2 separate regions of the Pangasianodon hypophthalmus genome follow, and region 1 is linked to region 2. A link is a contact called in public Hi-C data. All regions are on one chromosome and are shown on one strand. Each heading gives the region's core, a stretch centred on a gene start, on an enhancer-like site or on the middle of the called end of the contact. The rest is flanking DNA. Distances are from core to core; before and after follow the strand shown. Region 1 holds the start of cdin1 (CDAN1 interacting nuclease 1). Region 2 holds the start of meis2a (Meis homeobox 2a).

Region 1 (5,747 bases), core at 366-2,865, 140 kb before region 2:
ACCGCCCCACTACACTGATCCTTTTATGCCTATTACACAGACCGCTTCCCCGACCTCTGATTCTCTGATACCTGAAAGAGGAAACAGACGCAGTCCTGCCTGACCTCAGCCTTTTATATCCACCGACACTAATACTGCCTTAACATCCTAGATATTTATCTGCTTTGCTCAGACCGAAAGCAGACAGTCCTGACCGTCACCACACACACACGGCATGACGTGTCTACATTCAGGAACGGCATGCCTAAAGCACCTCATGCTGTCGTTGAATGCTGTATGAGTTAGAACAATAAGTTATATCAATGAGCTGTTAATGAGTTATAACAATTATAAAATATAAGGCATACAAGATTTTTATTTTACGTTTGGCTGAGGAATGTCTACCTATACATCGGATGCTGATTAAACCAAATTATAGGCTCAACTGTCTCAAGTACCCTGGTAAAATCATAAAAGAAAGAAAGAAAGAAAGCTATGAAGCCTTGTACTACCAGGACTGAGGGAGTTTTTTTCTTCTGAATCATTTAATTTCAATGCATTTACCTATCCAAGACAATGAATTTATTTATAAATAATTATTATAATTACAGGAAATAAAGTTGCTAAATATACATTCATTATGTTTCAGAAATTCTACAAAAATCTATTAGTGTTAGAGAGCAGAACTGAGAAGTACAATAGTCATTTCCTTACCTGTATCACTCATGTTGTAGTAAACTGGATCTCTGGAGTCTGAGGAATTCAGTCTAAAGACAAAAATATATTAGTGTAATATATAAAGGTAAAGATATTGTAAAGAAAATAACGTAATTGTAAAAGTACTAATACAAAAAAAAAGGATTTATGACAACACCAACCTTAAAATAAAAGCAACTCTATGCTTAATTACTGCAGGCTTTCACAGCTTTGTCATTTCACAATGTTATGAATTAAATATTTGTTTCACAAGACTGAATTTAAAAAATAGAGAAAACTAGTGATTTAAACATTAAATTTTTTTCCTGCTCATAAACCACCATATTGTTTACTGATATACTAGCTGTATTAAAATCACTAAGCCACATTACCTATACAAAGCATTTCTACACATTAGCATTGATTTCTATTATTGAGCCTAAACTCTGACATGATGCCTATAGGCAGGTAAATATTGCACAGTGCATGACATTATTTCATTATGGTGATTTTATAAAAGGATTCTGTAATCAGCAGAAATTACATTATATTCCTATGTCGAATATTAGTCCATGTTTAATAATTCTGTCCACATAATAAGGTTAAAATCTGCAAATATTTTGCTAGCTATTTCAACCTTATTATTTGCATATATTCTGAGTTAATTTCCTTTCTCACAGAGAAGCAAAATGTATCATGCATATATTTAGGAACGTAATGCATATAAGCTATATTACTTAATAAAAAAGAAAAAAAAGAAAAGAAAAAGAAAAAAATCTGCAAACTTTACCTGCTATTACCTCTCGAGGGAGGATTCTCAGCACTCCGCCCATTTTACTGAGCTTTATTACAGAGTAGTGTTTCTGACGAATCAGCTTCGACTTTACTCAATCCCCACAGGCCCAGCCAATCAGAAACGCGATTTTTTTCACGCCCGCCTTTCAACTCTTTCGCGGGAGCTATCCAGGAAGTATTTCAATATCCTTCAGCAGTGAAGATTTATGTGCTTTAAATTGTCTTTTGGATAACAAATGACCAGGAGCCGCTGATATATGTTTTTCCCGTGCTGTTGTTGAAGGTGTACGGAGGTTTAAGCGAGTGTTTTTTGCTCGCTGTGGTCTTACCGAGAAGGAAGAGTGAGTTAGCAGTTTGGGGCGGTGTCTCAAACGAGTTCCTATTGGATGTGCAGCGTGCTAGATAGTGTCTGTAGCTGCCTGTTTCTATACCCTATATAGTACACCTGTAGAGGGTGTAGAGGGGTATTTGGAATTCAGCTGTTGTGTTCTTCGCTAATGTGCTAGGCTGTGCTGTGTATTGATTTACCAAATGAAATGATGCACATACAGATAAACTAACCGATAATCGCTGTTTATTCATATCAGTTTTAACATAATTATATGAATAATGTGTGTAATATGAAAGCTGTGCAGTGCGAGTGTAAGCTGTGCTTATTTCTCCCACACAGAGCTGTCACTAGTCAACAGTAAATCTGAAAGATGGGGTATATATGCAGTATAAAGTGGACTATATTCAGCATCATCTTAACACACATTGCTGAGACAATCTGCTTTAAATTCATTGATTTCATTGACACACTGTTAGTAGATGAATTAGGCTCCTACAGTAATACAGCACTGTATAAATATACCCCAGGGATAGCATTATCAATATATGTGGTACTTATTGCTGTAATATCATACTTGCAATCCAACACAAGTCTTGAACATTCTCTTCCTCTCTTTCCCTCTAAAGGTGGATAGATGAGTAAAATGAAGCTCTGCAGAGCAGAATACAGAGTAATCGCAAAGTTCACTGAACAGCTTCGGCCTACAAGGCAGTGTATGAAGATGCTGAAGGACCGATTCCCCGAGTAAGTGTACAAGTCCCCTTGCACTCCATAATCACTTACAGCTACATGACCATTCAACTGATGGTCATGATTCAACAGCAACTGATTTATCCTGGTCATGGTTGGGGTGGATCCGGAGTCTGTCCCGGGAACACTGGGAGTAAGGCAGGGACATGCTTTGACATTGCAGAGCACTGTGTACGCACCCATTCACACACTTATTCACACTTAGCATAGCCAGTCCACCTACTGGCATGGTTTTGGTAGGTAGGAGGAAACCAGCGAACCCAGAGGAAACCCTCACAGACATGGGGAGAACATGAAAGACTCCACACAGACAGTAACCAGAGCTTAGGATTGAACCGGAGAGCCTGGAGCTGTGAGGCAGCAACGTTCAAACCTACAAGGCAATTTCTGATTTCTTTTATTTATTTTTCTATTATAAATTTTTCATTATCCTTCTAGTTGCACCATCAGTGCAGTTATGTATAGCTTGTATAGCCTGCACAAATCAACGTAATCACATGAGTAACATGTACGAATTAAAAAAAACAAGGTCAATGTGAATAAAGCCATAACAAAAAGATATGAAGTCTAACCCCGACTTTAACCTTTGTATCTTTTTAAATGCAGTTTCAGCTGTGTTGTAAGACAGTGTCAGCCCAGATGGTGAACATGCATAAATTCACCGTATAAAACATTTCCTTTTAGTCTTTCAGGACAGAATATTTATGCTGTTTAAGTCTGAGATTTCCATCAGCTTCTTCTTGACTGAGATTAATAGTGCAATGAGGTTGTGATGTCATCCTTTTTAATCCTTTTTGTCATTGAAGAGCATCGTCCTGATTCTAACGCTGTCTGTGTGTGTACAGAAATTTGGCTGTTTTTTTAAATGATGTCTTTTAAATCACTGTACATGAAACATTTTATAAGGGTGTTGGTGCCACTCGAAGAGCGAATTTGTAGGTTCGTATAAACCGGAGATAGGTTTTTGTAAATGTTCTTGATGGGCTGTGTCTGCAACATGCTCAGACTTCCTGTAGCTTTGGAAAAAGTCATTCTGCACCAAGATGACACTGACCAGCTGTTTGGTGAAGGTAAAACATTCTTTCGTTTGATGACAACCATGTCCATTAGCTCATACACCATTTGGTGTATCTGTGTAGTGTCTTGGTTGTTTTGTGTGTTCTTTTGATGCTGTGAACTTTACACACAGATAAGCCTCTGAGACTCAAACATCTTCCACTGGTGGAGATGGATGATGGAAGATCGATCTTGTCTGATGAACGTGTGTCAATGCCTCACTGTAAACCACGCAGTAGTATTATTTGCTAAAACGGATTCGCTGTAGAAGGCATACTACTTATTCTCTAACACTCATATAAAGCTAGTAATCATGATGATCAATAGATGCTGGTTTTTAGTTTTTTTTGTTTTTTTCTTTTTTTTGGGGACTGAAAGAGAAATAGATAAACATAGGAAATAAACCCTATATTACTACAGTGGATTAAACCTGATACTGCTTTAAAAAGTTAATATGAAGTGTGTCTTTGAGGTCCTGACTTCTGGTTACGGAACAGTGTTCAGATTCTGTGCATGTTTTCCTCATGTCCCTATGGGTTTATAGAGTGCATCAGTGACTCTAAATTGCCCCTAAATGTAAATGAATGTGTGAATATGTGTGTTTGTGCATGATGCCCTGTGATGAACTGGTTTCCAATCCTGGGTGTATTCCTGTCTCTCAGATCCACCACGGCCCTCACCAGAATAAAGAAATTATTGAAGATGAATGAATGACTAAATATTTGAGTAAAATAATTTTTACTAATTAATTATTTTAACAGTAAATTTTTTTTGTCTTACTACCTTCAAAAGGCAGAAACTTGTTTTGTGAATGTAATTATAAACTGGAAAAAAGTACACTCTGTCTTTCTTTAATAAATAATTAGTGTTGGAAAATTTCTGTGGTGTAAGAGCAATAAAACATGCGACATGCCGTTTGTGTCGGGCCACATCACATCACATCACACCGTCATTGATTATTTTCCCATAACAGCACACACACTATCGTGTTTTATTCCTTACTTAGCGGTACTTCATTCAAGCCCTAAAAAATAAGCATGAACATTTGAAGGATTTAAGGCTTAATTGACTATAATTTAGTGGTTGGTGATGCTTATTTTCCAGCTAAGTATATTTAAAAGTGGCAAGAAGGTAAGAGCTTTCACTTCAAATCCAAAACCAGAGCGTTTAGGATAATCGCTGAAGTTGTTGCACTATGTCATTTTGATGAATGTGCTGCGCAGTCCAGTGAGAGTTTAGCTGCCATTCACTTACTGATTTTGGGTACAGGGGAGCATTCGCTCTTAAATTCTCGTCTAGACTACCACAGTTCAGAAAAACAGACGGCTAGGTTGCAGATTGCCTTAGCTTAGCCATTAACATTTTATAGACTCACCAACTGGATGCATCTGCTTCTGACATCACTGTATTATCAGTAACTAGTTTAATTGACTTCATATGCAAAATATGACTGAATCTGAATGTTGTACTGTTTTTACTATTTATGATTAATTAAACAATTATTTTCTGAAAATGAAATTCCTGGCTTGTATTAGTGGCCTATGCAGTATCTTGAATTAAGTGATGCAGTTTTTAGTACTACTGTTCATATAAACAGCTCACTGAAAGCAATTAAATTAACTTTAAACCTTAAAAATAAAGTAAAAACTAAACAACTTGAAACCTGAGGGACCATAAATGTGCATGTTTGTAGCCATTTGAGCAGTACATGAGCGATGGGACACTGTCCGAATGGCTCAAGAGGTCATGCTAGCATTGAGATAAAATATTCCCTGCCTTCAAGTTACTAACACAACTTGGTGCCACATGTGAGAAAACGCATGTGCCGTCCTGAAAAACATTCCGAATCGACCCTGGTTCTTCTCCTGGGTAGTAGTGTCACACAGTACATACAATGTTTAGCCTCATCTAATTGGTTGAAATAATCAACAGGCAGTTCAAGCTCTTGGTTGTATGGAGTTGTATTAAAGATATTGTTAATCATTGTTAGCAATGCAGTCTGAATATGAAAAGGATAAATAATCCAGCCGTAATTAAATGCTGGCATTCTGTGATTTTTAATGATAAAAAATGTAACATTCAAACTTAAATAGATTGCGTGGTATTTTGGTAAATAAGATTCTAATAAGTGCTCATGAAC
Region 2 (5,351 bases), core at 2,257-4,756:
GTTGTCAAGGTAATGAATGAATGATGGTCGGTGATGATGTTCAAGAGAGGACGAAATCTTTTTAGTCCGTTTTCATCCAGCAACTCCGCGTCTCCTCCACGCCTCCGCTTCGTTTTCTTGTTTTATGAGTGCTGTGAAAAAGGAAGACGGAAAACAGCGACAAAATTAAAAGATTGCCATTGCAGATCTCTCCTTTCCCCGGCAGGTATTCGTCTATGGCGCGGTCTGAGATGAGTGAGTGTCAGCGAGTGTTGGCAGGTTGGCTGCTGGCGCGCTTATAGAACAGAGTGAGTTCACAGCGCTGAGCGGCGCACAGCGGAATGACGGAACCCGGAAGTAGCGCGGCCACAGCCAGTCCCGCGGCGCACACAGAGAACAGACCAAACCCTGCGATACGCAGCGCGCGCACGAGAGGACGGCTTCAACTCCGCACGGGGGGAGCCAAACAACAACAGCACACACACAGTCACAGAGGACTGAAGTATCTGGGAAGAAAAGAAAGAGAGTGAAAAAAAAGCACTCAAACTCGTTTTGCGCGTTAATCTGCATTGCATTTTAGTCGATGTCCACACTTCTTTGGCATCTGGTTAGACTACAGAATAGATATGTCAGATTAACATTAGAAGATTAACATTATAGGCCAAATTCACTTACTGCTTCACTCAGTGCTTTGAAGACAAAATATTTTTATTTTAACGTATTAACAGAAAAAATACTCTGTGCATTTTGACTGCGCAGTTTGTCCTCACTGTTAGGCTATCCAGCAGCTCAAGACTGTACTGAAGAAAATAATGTGAGACATAACTTACAAATCCACCGCAAACTCTGTCCCCTGTGCCGAGTCTATCCTCCAGTTTTCTTCCAAAATAACTTCTGTTTCCCAGTCAATGTAAATGACTTCGCTGTAATGCCTAATATCCAGTTACTCTTCTAAGTATGAGGTATTTGTTTGTTAGGAACATACTGAGCACCCCTTTTTGAGTAAAATGAACTTTCCCAAGCGGGAAAAAAATGTTTTTATAGGGAAAGTGTTTAAATGTGTCTTTCGTCCAATCACATCTCAAGATAGAAATCTGTGCCTTACCTCGGAGTAGTCAATTATCAAAGCGCCCCAAAGATCATCAATCACGAGGCAAGCTTGAAAGTTTAGAGGAGGAGCAATGGCTGGGCCATCGATTGCAATACTGCTGGCCCTTTTCCCTAATGCCAAGCGCTTTTTTTGAGCTCAAAACCCAAAGAGGTCATCCATCCCTTTTTAATATTTAGCCACATCAGTGACAATAGCCTACACACCGCCGCGCGCGTGACATCATCGCCTTATTGATAGGGGCTTTTGCATCTAAGCGGCTACATTTAAAGCTCCGTGACCTGTTTTGTTTCTGAATTAACAATTTCACCGCTTATAGAAGAGAGAGACATAGAGAGAGAGAGAGAGGGAGAGAGGGAGAGAAAGAGAGAGAGAGAGAAAGAGAGATACCCGCTCATCTAGGAGTGTAGGATGAATTCAGTTTGCAACCGTCAATAAAATGCTATAAAGACGCGTCAGTTGTGTGGGTTTCATTTGCTGTGGGACTGCCAGTGAGCTAAGTTTGCAGAATGTTCTCGACAAAAACTAAAATGTTTGTGATGTAAAGATGAGAGAAGCGCAAGGGGAAAAGTGGAAGCCGGTCGGCTGTGCGGATCTCATGCGATAGAAAGAGGGAAACTCCAGCGGCCAGCTCTCTCCCTCCACACCGCGAGCAGAGCAGTGCAGCGCACACAGCGGGCAGCATGCCGACTCCCACTCTCTCCTCACTCTCTCACACACGCCTGTCGGGCTTTTCCCGGACAAACATTTGGTGAGTGCATATCCCTTCTCTTCACTAATGCTAGTGTACAGCAGCAGGAAAGCGTGAGATTAAGGTGGGAAAATGCGATCTGCGAGTTAAATGCCAGGTGAGGAGAGCCCAGTCACAGCGCTGTTTATTTGCTAAACTATTTAAATCCTACTTACATGACATGGGAGCCTGCAGAACATTTGGATTGGGATGCTTGCTGATTTGAGTCCATCGTGTAATAGATGGAACTGTTACTTAAATTATTTTCAGGCGTTTACAGATATTACAAATATTGCGCACAATATTTTCCTCTAAATAGAAAATATAGATGTAGAATGTAGAAAATATGTATGTGGTAATTATATTAACCTATTAACAATTTGTTTATAACTTCTCCAATTCGTTTACTGGCACTAATTAAGATGAAACTATACAAGCAATTTTAACTTCATATAATAAAAAATCAACTGGGTCAAATTGATAATAATACTTCTAAACAATAGCTAAAATTTTCTCAAAAATCAAGGATAAAAGTGATGAGTTTTCCTTAGAGGCTTAGACAAATATAGCCTCTTAATTGCTATAATTGCCATAGTGTTGCAATGTGAGCTTTTAAGATTGAAACACGTCTTAACTTTTTTTTTTTAAGAGAGAGATTACCACGAAATTGTTATTCAGGCTGTTTAGGGATACAGTAGAGTCAACCACTTGAGAGAGCTAAAACAAACATGCGCAGTTTGACGGGAAAACATGCAGATTGTACGCCTGCAGAAGAGGACATTAACGGGCGGTAAATGTTCATCTCGTGGTGTCAGATTGAGGTCAGTTTAGGGTTAAAGCTATCGGTGTCCGTGTGGAACATGGCCAGCTGCGTTTGGATTCATTAGGGGGCATGGGATCCATTTCAAGCAAAACAGTGAGACAATCACGAGCCTACGGAACCGCTCATATCCTGCATGTGTTCTCTATTCTAACAAACAACTGTACTGCTCAATGAGCCTCAAAGTCCCAGCAGCACTCTCATATTTTAAACTTCGATTTTTAAACTTTTCCAGTCACATCAATTATATGATTGAACTTTTGCGCATAAATATAGGCCAGTCAAAACGCTGGGGTGTGTTAATATGCAAAGAGTGTGTTCAGTGGAATAAAGCTTAACTTCGGATATTATAGATGTAAAATTATGTAATTCTTTTGAACACATTCAAATATAATATTAGCCTTTTATTTGCTAATCTGTAGTGTTTTAATATGTGGATAATACAAAGAGATTAACCGAGATTACCCCCCTGCCCATTTATATATATATATATATATATATATATATATATATATATATATATATATATATATATATATATATATATATATATGAGACACATATAACACACACACACACAGACAGTGATGTCATTATCACTAGAGTGATGACAAAAATATTTATAAACTATCAACAAAGTTCATCATTTTATTAAGATTCTTTTTATTTATTGTTTAAGTTTATATCATGCAATAATCTAAATTACCTCATCAAGTTGAACTTTCTCTGACCTCAAGTGAAATGTGGCTCGTTTCTCTGCAAGTAGACTGTGCAACTCAAATACTTGTAAAAGTTTCGCGGCTAACTGTAAATTCTTCAGCCTGAATGGAGTATTTTCCTTTTGCTCGTAGTGCATGGATTGGTAAAGTGTGTGTGTGTGTGTGTATGTGTGTGTGTGTGTGTGTGTTGGGGTGGGGGCGCAAACTGTAACCTAGGCATTCCCATGGAAATGTTAAAGATCTTTTTGTGTCTTTTGCCTGGCCTGCTGTGGAAAATATGCGACTCGTTAGCGCCATCTGGCGGCTCGCAGCGGCCTCCAGTTCCCCAACTGTTTTATTTGCAGACGCTTAAAATCAGAGTTTAATCAATTTCTTTATAATGCATCCCAGTCCAGACAAAGACGATAAAATCATACAAAATAAAATAATACAATTAATAATAAAATAATGAAAATAAAATCAAAATAAAAAAATTATCGTTTTTCACTGTTCAAGGGATATTGCAATAATAGATATATAAATGATTATCACGAAGAGTTCCCAAAATAATTATATGTTGGGCTAAAAATGCGTTTTTCGTTTGATATTTCGTGCAATAAAAATGTACAATAACTGCTGCGAGGCAAAGATTGCGGGGTTTTAGTTATTCAGCAAGAAAACGAAGTGAATAATCAAAACTTCTGCAAGAAACCTTAAAATTCTCTTTTACGGAAATACTGAGTGTAACAGCACGAGCGCAATGTTCTGAACCTATAACAGAATTTTACACTTCCATTTGGAAAAGTATAAATTTGATTTATGTAAAAAAAAAAAAAGAAGTAAATATTTTTGTAAATGTTTTACACTAAAGTGCGCACAAAATGACAAGCCGTATTATTATTATTATTATTATTATTATTATTATTAGTTATTATTATTATGATTATTACTATAACAAAACTGGATTATTATTATTATTATTATTATTATTATTATTATTATTATTAAATAATTAAGTACATTGCGCTGTTTCGTTGCAAGGTAAAAACATTCCTGACTTTTCCTCAGGTTTGTAATATTTCTTTCCTAATCAAAATGAGCTAAATTCTCGCGGCGAGAAGCAAAAATTGATTTAAATTAGGCTACGCTTAGTGAATTTCTATAAAGCGCTTTAAACCGTTTAATGGATTACATTTATTTGGTCCTTAGGGTTCAGAACAAATGGCAAGCAAACGAACTTTAGTGAAATTGGCGATAATCTCACACAATCAGCTTTGCTTTGAAAATATGAAGTTCATTTTGTGATTTTAGGACATTAGTGATTTTGATATAGGTGATTAGCGCACGTCGGTCAGTTATGTGCGATATAATAAGTTTTTGTTATAGCTGAATCATCTGTAAATAAATGTTAGCTGATTTGTGGAAACAAGTGGCTATAAAAGTCGTTATTGGGCAGGATGGACCATTATCAGGCTTTTTCTCTGAGCGCATTCCCTCTTTACTGCGTGTAATTGGCCGGAGTGTGTGAGCGGGGTCGAGATAGAGAGCACATCACAGCGGTGACCCTTTCTGTCGCCCAGCATTTACTGAGCTAACGGTGTTTAAAGCAGTAATATCAGTCCGCTTTTATTACACAGCACCTTGCTCCTTATCTAGCCCACATTTGAGCTGAGCAGCGCATCGGTGACCTTAATGCGCATTTCTGCGTCAGGAAGCCGGCGCGGTGAAGTGTTCCTCCCCTGCTGATCAGAGCAAAACACTGATCCCGTGTGGATTTAAAGCCTTTTCATCAGCGGCTCAGTGCGCTGTTAACTGCGCTCTCCTCTTACACTCGAAATGGACACTACTGAAATTAGATTTTTGCTTTTCGAAATACGAGCCATAATAACCATAATTTTCAGTGCGTGCACGTGAGGATCCACTCTGCAATATTATCTCCTCTCTTAGACAGTGTGTGTGTGTGTGTGTTGTGTGGGACTCCTGTGTGTGCTGCAGTCTTTAGTTTAAATAGAACAT

Evidence for each region. Hi-C and Micro-C count contacts between places; a contact is called where the count stands out from the background.
Region 1: a contact with region 2 is called in a Hi-C map of liver and muscle, with 6 times the contacts expected there. The contact joins the promoter of cdin1 here to the promoter of meis2a in region 2. A contact is called at or near these places in 2 of 3 Hi-C or Micro-C datasets (liver and muscle and muscle).

The regions. Positions count from the first base shown.
Region 1 is chr10:10,970,040-10,975,786 of fPanHyp1.pri, reverse strand. cdin1 (CDAN1 interacting nuclease 1) reads left to right here and starts at 1,615. Exons shown (of 12, transcript XM_026934528.3): 1 at 1,615-1,811; 2 at 2,428-2,545. The coding sequence starts at 2,436. It overlaps LOC117598248 (a long non-coding RNA gene), which reads right to left and starts at 1,603. Exons shown (of 4, transcript XR_004578945.2): 1 at 1,466-1,603; 2 at 694-746.
Region 2 is chr10:10,830,250-10,835,600 of fPanHyp1.pri, reverse strand. meis2a (Meis homeobox 2a) reads right to left here and starts at 3,506. Exons shown (of 13, transcript XM_034307737.2): 1 at 3,344-3,506; 2 at 1-485.